2 separate regions of the Mus musculus genome follow, and region 1 is linked to region 2. Evidence: chromatin contacts called from public promoter capture Hi-C data. All regions are on one chromosome and are shown on one strand. The core of a region is the stretch at or near the end of the contact, and the rest is flanking DNA. Distances in the headings are between cores, read along the strand shown. Region 1 holds the start of Akap14 (A kinase (PRKA) anchor protein 14). Region 2 holds the start of Upf3b (UPF3 regulator of nonsense transcripts homolog B (yeast)).

Region 1 (4,523 bases), core at 1,028-3,527, 59 kb before region 2:
ATGTTAAAACTATCTCTACTATCAGGGTTGGAGAGATGGCTCAGCAGATAAGAATGTTGATTGCTCTTGCAGAAGACCCAGGTTCAGTTCCTAGCACACACACATGGTAACTCACAATAGTCTGTAACTCCAGAACCAGAGGTTCCAGCATATTCTTCTGGCATCCATTGATGCAAAGCATATATGTGATACACACACATACACTCAGGCAAAATACTTATACACAAAAAATAATAAAATGAATAAACCTTTTAAATATACCAGTATTATTGATAACAATACTAGGAATATTATTAACTGTTATATAGAAAGTTTATGATATATTTGGCACTACTACTCTTAATCTTCATATGAATAATTGGGCTTAATTCCCATTTAAACACACACACACCAACTCTTTGGAGGCAAAGGCAGGCGGATATCAGTGAGTTTGAGGCTATCCTCATCTATGTAGCAAGTCCCAGGCCAGGCACAGCTAACATAGTGAGAACCTGTCTCAAAAACAAACAAGCAGAACAAAACCCAACCACAACCACAACAGCAACAACCAAACAACAACAAACCCCCTGAAACAAACAACCTATTCAGGCCTAAGGATGCAACTCGGTTGTCAGCATTCTTGCCTAGCATCATGAAGCCCTGGTGTAATGATGCACATAGGTAAAGCCATAGCATAAGAAGGATCGGAAGTTCAAGGCCAACCTCCACTACATAGTAAGTTCAGGTTCAGCCTAATACCCTGGGTATTTTTTTTTGAAAGAAAAACTATGAAATACTTTATTTTTTATTTAATAAAATCTAACCACTCATTTTAAAAATAAAACATTAATCTCAAGGCAACTATTGAAATAAAAAAAACAAAGTATATTTTGTTCCTGAGTTTTAAAAATCATTATAGTAATTTACAAAGTTTAGTTCATAATAATTCTCATTAAAATTTATAATTTATAAGATTTAAATATGCTTAATTGTTGTAGATAAATTTTTATTAGATATTTTCATTATTTACATTTCAAATGTTATCCTCTTTCCTGGTTTCCCCTCTGAATACCCCCTATCCCCTCCCCCCACTCCCCCTGCTCACCCACCCACCCACTCCTGCTTCTGGCCCTGGCAATCCCCTATACTGGAGCATAGAATCTTCACAGGACCAAGGGCCTCTCCTCCCATTGATGTCCAACACGGCCATCCTCTGCTACATATGCAGCTAGAGCTATGGGTCCCTCCATGTGTTTTATTTGATTGGTGGTTTAGTCCCAGGGAGCTCTGGGGGTACTGGTTAGTTCATATTGTTGCTCCTATGGGGCTGCAAACCCTTTCAGCTCCTTGGGTCCTTTCTCTAGCTCCTTCATTGGGGACCCTGTGTTCCATCCTATAGATGACTGTGAGCATCCACTTCTGTATTTGTCAGGCACTGACAGAGCCTCTTAGGAGAGAGCTATAACAGGTTTCTGTCAAAAGAGGGGGTGGGAGAGGGAAAGAGAGAGTAGAAGGGAGGGAGGGACAGAGGGAGGGAGGGAGGGACAGAGGGAGGGAGGGAGGGACGGAGGGAGGGAGGGAGGGAGGGAGGGAGGGAGGGAGGGAGGGAGGGAGGGAGGGAGGGAGGAAACATGTTCTAAGTTTGGCATGGTGGTGCACTCAGGAGGCTGAGGCATGGGGACGTCATGTTTGAGGCCAGCACAGGCTCTATAAAAAGACTTTGTCTAAAGCCATGCTCATCTGTATTTTGTAGACAAGAAATGGAGAAAGAAAAGTGCTAAGTCAACTGTCTCTGAGTCTGCTCAGATACTCACTGCTCCCCCTCTCTCCTCCTCCAGCACATAAAGTCCTAACCTCAGAATGATGACATGAAAATGTCAGACTGTAGGCAGTGATGGCAGATACTTCTGGGTTTGAGCTCCTGGCAATTCCCAGGGTACCCTCTGTGTCTCACTTCATGCAAACATAATATGAAACAGTAATAGTTACCTTAGGACACTATTGCAAGGTGGAGACAGCTCGATGCAGTGACTTGTACAGCATGCAAATGCTCAAATGCTTTTTGGCTGAAGAAGGTCACCTCACCAGTCCTCCCGGCACAGCTGGGCCTGCATCGCCTCCTGGGAAGAAGCTAGGCTTGCTTTGTACAGTTTAGCTCTGATGCTGAGGTCGAATAGCATGTAGGACTCAGCATTCTCTCTCCTCTCAAATTCCTTTCTCTTATTGACAGAGGCCCATGGCTCCCCATTGTTGAAACTGCCATCGTTGCTGTGGCAGCACTTGTAAACATTCTCTTTAGGAACCTTGGGGCAGCACTGCTGAGAGACTGCTAAGGCCTCCTCTGCTACTGCTTCAAAGAATAATCTTTAGGTATTGGGGTTTCTTTGCTAAGGGGGAGGCCTGAAAGGGGGCTTGAAGTGGTTCTATTAATCATCCAGACCCCAAAGAAGCTAATGGGAGAGATACCTATGAATGATATGCATCCATTGATGGATGAAGATAAGTCCCTCCCTCCCTCCTTTCCTTCCTTCCTCCCTCCCTCCCTCCCTCTCTTCCTTCCTCTCTCCCTCCCTCCCTCCCTCCCTCCTTCCCTTCCTTCCTTCCTCAGTTCCTCCTCCCTTTCTGGTTTGTTGTTGCTTTGGAGAGAGGGGTCTATGTGAGCCAAAGTTGCTGGTTTCAAAGTTGCTATGTAGCCTGAAATGACTTTCTTTTAGCAGATAGTCCTGTTTTCCGCCAGCTGCAGAAGAGGAAACTGAGGTGAAAGGGAACTGAGTGGACAATGAAAATAATAAGACCTAAATGAGCATTTAATCTATAATTATTACAGGAATGCTTAAAGAGTATACAGATTTTGTTTGATTGATGGTCACGGGAAACTTAGTTGCCTTGTGCAGTGTCTACCGTACCCTTGGGACAAAAGATGTTAGAAAAGGAAACAGGGTTGCTTTTCATGAAAGGGTCTTACAGGGAGAATGAGATGGCTCAGTGGATAAAAGTGGTGGTCCCCAGAATTCACATGGTGAAAGGAGAGAAACGTCTTCTGCAAGTCACCTCTTTGACCCCACACACATGCTGAGTCTCCCCAGTTCAAGAGATACATGGAAAAACTATGACTTTAAGATGAGGCTTGCAGATAGGAACACATTCTGATCTATCTGACGGTGAGGAAAGGTCTCTGGAAGCCTCTTTTTTGTTTCTTTGTTTGCTTGCTTGCTTGCTTGCTTGCTTGCTTGCTTTTCAAGACAGCATTTCTTTCTGCAGCAACTAGCTCTGTAGACCAGCCTTACCTGAACTCACTAAAACTGCCTGCCTCTGCATCCTGGAAACTGAGATTAAAGGTGTACCCCACCATGGCAGGCTGGAAGTCTCTTACTTAATTTATATTGTTTTGCATTTCTTTCTTTTCCTAGCACCTATATCAGCTGGCTCACAACTGCCTGTAACTCCAGGTCCAGGGGATCCAATGCCTTCTTTCAGTTACCAAAGTCACCTGCACAAGCACAGTACCTTTACCTACACTTACGTACACTCACGTAAGGCACATAGACGCATACATAAAATGAAATAAACATGGTTTTCAAGTTATCATACTAAAAATTAAGATAGTTGGTCATGGAAATATAAAGATGTGGCCACAGGAGAGAGAGGCAAATGAAACTTCAGCTTGCTGAGATTTGTAGTTATTTGGGCTAGTGAGAGTTGGGGGAAACCAGACTGAAAAGTTGTAGAAGACAGTAGCCCTGAGAAACTGGAAACTTCTGTAGGCATCCAGTCACAGGCGTCCCGGAATACAGTTTCCCTCTCACAAATCTGTCAGCATGCACTTACTAGTGTATGGCCTCTCAAGGACACTAGAGGGCACTAGAGAGCCATTTCATGTGGGCGTCTCCTGTTAGCTATGTAGTGACAGAGGAGAGTGGATGTGGAAAATAGCCAGTGTCCATTTCATTCATAGGGTCATGGTGGTTAAATGAAACATAGCACATTAAATAGTCCCAAACTGGAAACTTTATTTATAATAAATAAATAACTTTCTCAGTTTGGAAAGGCATCTTCTACCATTCCCTCCTACCATTTAAAGATTTGCTAGCAAGAAGGCTGGGCACGGCCTTGTACACCTTTAATCATGCAGGCAGATGGCTTTTTTCGTGAGATTAAGGCCATCCTGGTCTACACAGAGAGCTCCAGGTCAGCCAAAGCTACACACAATGAGACCTGGTAGAAAGAAAGAAAGAAAGAAAGAAAGAAAGAAAGAAAGAAAGAAAGAGAGAAAGAAAGAAAGAAAGAAAGAAAGAAAGAAAGAAAGAAAGAAAGAAAGAAAGAAAGAAAGAAAGAAAGAAAGAAAGAAAGAAATTTGCCTGCTAGAAATGATTTCTCAGAAGTGAACAGTTCTGAGTGAGGGAAGGGAAGTGAAGCAAGGAAAGTGAGTCCAAAACTCAAGGGGGAAACACATATAAGGGGGAAAAATGCCTGATGGACACACCCCTGTTATTTTGATAGACCCCCGGCCCATAATCCTGAGAGAGCCAATGTTCACATTATCA
Region 2 (4,592 bases), core at 1,933-4,432:
ATGAAGGGGCTCCCCGCTTCCTCATGCCCTCCCAACTTCCTGTCTTTTTAGCTTGCCTCAGAACTCTACTTCTGAATTTTTTTTTCAGCATATTAACCTTTTTTTTTTTTGCTTTAAAATACTTTATTGTGATCTTTATGATAACATCAGGTATTTATTTATTTATATATGTTTTTTCAAGACAGGGTTTCTCTATGTAGCCCTGACTGGCTGTCCTGGAACTAGCGCTGTACATAAGGGTGGCCTCAAACTCTCAGAGATCTACCTGCCTTTCACCACCAAGTGCTGGGATTAAAAGCATGTGCCACCACTGCCCAGCTTATTTTTTTTTTAAGCCAAGTATTTTTTTAATTAATTTACTTATTCTCTTTTCATCCCAATATCAGCCCCCTTTTTCTCCCAATCCCCCGCAGATCACTCCCCCATTCTTCCATCCCTTTCTCAGAGGAGAAGGGGAGCCCCCAACACCCACCCCTAACAGATCAAGTGGAGCTGCAGGACTAGGAGTTTCCTCTCCCACTGAGGGCAGACAAGGCAGCCCAGTTAGGGGAATGGGATCCACAGGCAGGCATAGAGTCAGGGACAGCCCCCACTCCAGTTGTTGGGGGCCCGGCATGAAGACCAAGCTGCATATCTGCTATATAGGTTCATGTGAGGGGGTGTCTAGCCCATGCTCGCTCTTTGGTTGATGGCTCGGTCTCTGGGAGACTCCAAGGGTCCAGGTTAGTTGACTCTGCTGGTTTTCCTGTGGAGTCCCTGTCCTATTTGGGTCCCCCAATCCTTCCCCCAACTCTTCCACAAGACTCCCTTAGCTCCATCTAATTTTGGTCCTTGGGTCTTGCATTCATTTCAGTCAGCTTCTGGATGGAGCCTCTCAGAGGACAGTTATGCTAGGTTACTGGCTGCAAGCATAATAAAGTATCATTAATAGTGTCAACAATTGGTTCTTGCCTGTGAAATGGATCTCAATTTAGGGGTAGTCATTGGTTGGCCATTCCCACAGTCTCTGCTCTAATTTCTCCCTGCACATCTTGTAGGCAGGATACATTTTGAGTTGAAGTTTTTGTGGATGGGTTGCTGTCCTTATCCTTCCACTTGTTTCCTGCCTGGCTATAGGAAGTGGCCACTTCAGGATCCATACCCCCACCCCCACCCCTCTGCTAGGAGTTTCCCATGGTGTCCAAGCCAGATATTTATAAAACAAAATAAATGTTAATAAATGTTGTCTCATGCCAGGTGGTAGTGGCACACCTTTATTTTAATTCCAGGACTCCAGAGGCAGATTCAGGCTAATCTCTTGGAGTTCAAGGCCAGCCTGTTCTCCAGAGTGAGTTCCAGGACAGCCAAGGCTACACCCTGTCTCCCTATGTCAAACAAACAAACAAACAAACAAACAAACAAATGTACGTCTCTTGGGGAGGAGAAGGAGAACAATGAAATTTTAGTTTGCTGCCCAGACGAGTGAACTCAGTGATCTTGTGGTTCAGTAACTGGAAGTAGCTCCGGCTACAGAACAGGTATCTGCCACCATATTCAGCTAGCTCTGTCTACCTAACACACAAATATGCTAGTATCAGACCCCCCCCCCCCACACACACACACAATACAGGACTACAAGAAAGACCAAAGTTTCAGCATCTGGCCAACTTAGATGAAGGTCATCCTTTGTAGCAGCAAAATTTTAGTTCTCAGGTTAGTGCAGAATATAAATGAGGGAAGCTTGCTCTCCAGACCCCATTTCTTAATTGCAACACACCATGGTTATTTTTAATCATGGTGCTGAGAACCACCTGCCCAGATCAGGAACCTGCCACACTGAGGTGGGTCAGTGCCTTGTTTCTTTGGCCACCAGCAAACTGTACTGGAGACTCCCCTCCCCTTCAGACAGACACACCAGCAAAATGCTTTATTCTTCTCTTCCTTTCTTCATTTCCTCCCTCTTTCCTTCTACAGAAAACATCTTGTTGGGTATTTCATGACCCTCCTGACTCAGCTTCCCCAAAGCAGGGACTACAGAACACGCTACCACACCTGGTTAAAGAGTCCGTTTTATTGCTCAAATTTATGGCATGTACCAACTACTAAGGCATTGTACTTCATTCTGTGAATGTATCACATCTTGCTTGTCCATTCAACTGTTAATGGGTATTTGACCTTTTTCAAAGTGAAGAAAGTGAACAGAATCAAGTTGGATATTTTCCTTTCCCCATCTTGTTGGATAACAGTGTTGGGAGAGAATTCTTTAATTTGGAAAAGAAAGAAAGGTGGTGAAAACAAATGTAATACATTTTGGTTATAATTCATTGAAATTAGTATCTTGTGTGTTTCTTGAGCATGTGTAAATCCTAATGCCTCTGAAAGTATACTTCAGTTTTAAATAGCTTTTCCTTATCTGTTTATTTACCTGATGGTTGTTTGGTTGATATACGTACGGTTCCACTATCTAGCACTAATTTGCCTGAAAGTTGCTATTTAGACCACACTTTGAATTTGTCTTGATCCTTCTCTTTCAGATTCCCCAGTGCTGCAATTATAGGCTCACGTGGCATAAAACCTTGTGGGTATTTTTTATCTGAAAAAGAAAAGCACTAAACTTTTAAGATTAAGGGATCATAGCGGGGCAGTGGTGGCGCACGTCTTTAATCCCAGCACTCCGGGAGGCAGAGGCAGGTGGATTTCTGAGGTCTAGACCAGCCTAGTCTACAGAGTGGGTTCCAGGACAGCCAGGGCTACACAGAGAAACCCTGTCTCAAAAAAACAAAACAAACAAACAAAAAGATTAAGGGATCATATATACTTAAGATGTTTATGGTATTTTTATCTGAAAAAGAATCACTAAATTTTTAAGATCAAATGATCACATATACTAAAAATCTGGATGATTCCCACATTTCTAATCCTAAACGGGCAGCTGCTTTGCATGCTGGGAGTTGTAGTCCAGAAACGAGTCGTTTCTAGACAAGATGGCGGAGTTGCTAATGACGCGCTAAGGGGCGGGCCCCGAGGGAATCTGGGCCGCTAGGGGATTGGGCAGCATGGGGACTTCGGCAGGCGGGAAGTAAAGGTCAGGTATTAAAACCCTAACCCCGAGTGAAACCGAGGGCCTTAAACTCTCGCGAGATCTCCGGGAGCCCAATGGAACGCAGGGCTCTGCTTATCACTAGGGCTATTTGTTAGGGGCGGAGCTCCTGAGGTCTCTCCCGGAGAGTCGTAGGTGCCCGGCGTAACGGCTTAGCAGCTGTGCCACCGCTCTAAAGAGCGTAACCGTGGCCATGAAGGAAGAAAAAGATCATAGGCCTAAGGAGAAACGAGTGACCCTGTTTACGCCGCAGGGCGCCACAGGCGGCTGTATTGGCGCTACTGCCGAAGGCGCCAAAGGGGACGATAGGCAGGATCGCAACAGGGACAAGAAAGAAGCTTTGAGCAAGGTGCCTATCGGGTGGTGGCACAAGAGGGCGGGACATGTCCACGGACTGGGGAGCATGGCTGGGAATGGGGCTGCTCTCTTCCTCTCCCGGGTAACTCTTCTGTTTCTAACTGAATGGAAATTGCTTCGCACTGTCTCACGCACTGGTGGAAATGGGATTAGCAGGTTCTGATAAAGCCCCCGAAATGGGGGGATGGAGGGTGGGGGTGAGGGAAAAGGAGGGTTCCCAGATGAGAAAAGGTTAGTTCAGAGCTGCGACGGTGGGGTAGTTATGAGAGAGGGGAGCAGCAGGAAAGATAGGGGAACTTTAATTGGCTTGAATTGCTAAATAGACCTTGCCACACCAGGGGTTAGGGGTGGGAGTAATTGTGAAGTACGTGTTAATGCAAGCGAGTTGGGGGAGCACATTAAGAGGATTGATGACCAACCTGGAGGAGCAGACAGATGGAGGGCGATGGGTAAAGGATTTCCGTGGTACACAGAATGGGGAAGGGAGTTCATTTAGCGCATTTTAGACCGGTGAGAGAGACAATGTCGCGACACCGACAAAAGACCAGAATTCGTTCAAAATGGGTTTTAAACTCCATTTAAGAACAGAACCTGGGATTTTCCTTGCCCCAGACAGTTGTCACTTCCAGGAGTTTGTATAAACCCGCGTTATCCATACCTTTGAGTAATTCATAGCATTGGATTGCAGGAGAATATGTTCGGTGTTTTTGTAAGTGTCTGTATTTTAGAGCCGATTATCAGAAGCCATGATTCTGGTATGCCAGAAAGTTGGCTGCTATGTACTGATTTTCCTTTCCTCGTTTGTTTCCTAAGGTGGTAATTCGAAGATTACCTCCCACTTTGACCAAGGAACAGCTTCAGGAACATCTTCAACCTATGCCTGAGCACGATTATTTTGAGTTTTTTTCTAATGATACTAGGTAAAAAAAAAATTAATATTTTACCCTCCTTTTCGCTTTTTGGGCTAGTGTCTTTAATGTGTATGTGTTTGCAATTCAGTCAGACACCTGAAACCATAGTCACGTAATTGCTTTCCGTCTCTACAGCCTTTATCCTCATATGTATGCCAGAGCATATATCAACTTTAAAAACCAAGAAGACATTCTTTTATTCAGGGACCGATTTGATGGCTATGTATTCCTTGACAATAAGGGTG

The links. Capture Hi-C pulls out chosen DNA fragments and counts their contacts.
Region 1: a contact with region 2 is called in a promoter capture Hi-C map of pancreatic islet. The contact joins the promoter of Akap14 here to the promoter of Upf3b in region 2. A contact is called at or near these places in 4 of 39 promoter capture datasets (cranial neural crest, epiblast stem cells, macrophages and 1 more), 3 of 15 datasets of contacts at CTCF or cohesin (CD8 T cells, large pre-B cells and pro-B cells), 31 of 484 Hi-C or Micro-C datasets (the AML12 cell line, B cells, CD4 T cells and 20 more), 14 of 115 datasets of contacts at active chromatin or transcription factors (the 230-238 cell line, CD8 T cells, the SCID.adh cell line and 7 more) and 4 of 9 other capture datasets (adipose tissue, liver, macrophages and 1 more).

What each region holds. Positions count from the first base shown.
Region 1 is chrX:37,166,596-37,171,118 of GRCm38.p6, reverse strand. Akap14 (A kinase (PRKA) anchor protein 14) reads left to right here and starts at 2,277. Exons shown (of 6, transcript NM_001033785.2): 1 at 2,277-2,349. The region is part of intron 1 of Gm39503 (a long non-coding RNA gene); the gene reads right to left.
Region 2 is chrX:37,108,912-37,113,503 of GRCm38.p6, reverse strand. It overlaps Upf3b (UPF3 regulator of nonsense transcripts homolog B (yeast)), which reads left to right and starts at 3,182. Exons shown (of 10, transcript NM_026573.3): 1 at 3,182-3,428; 2 at 4,250-4,356; 3 at 4,483-4,589. The coding sequence starts at 3,273.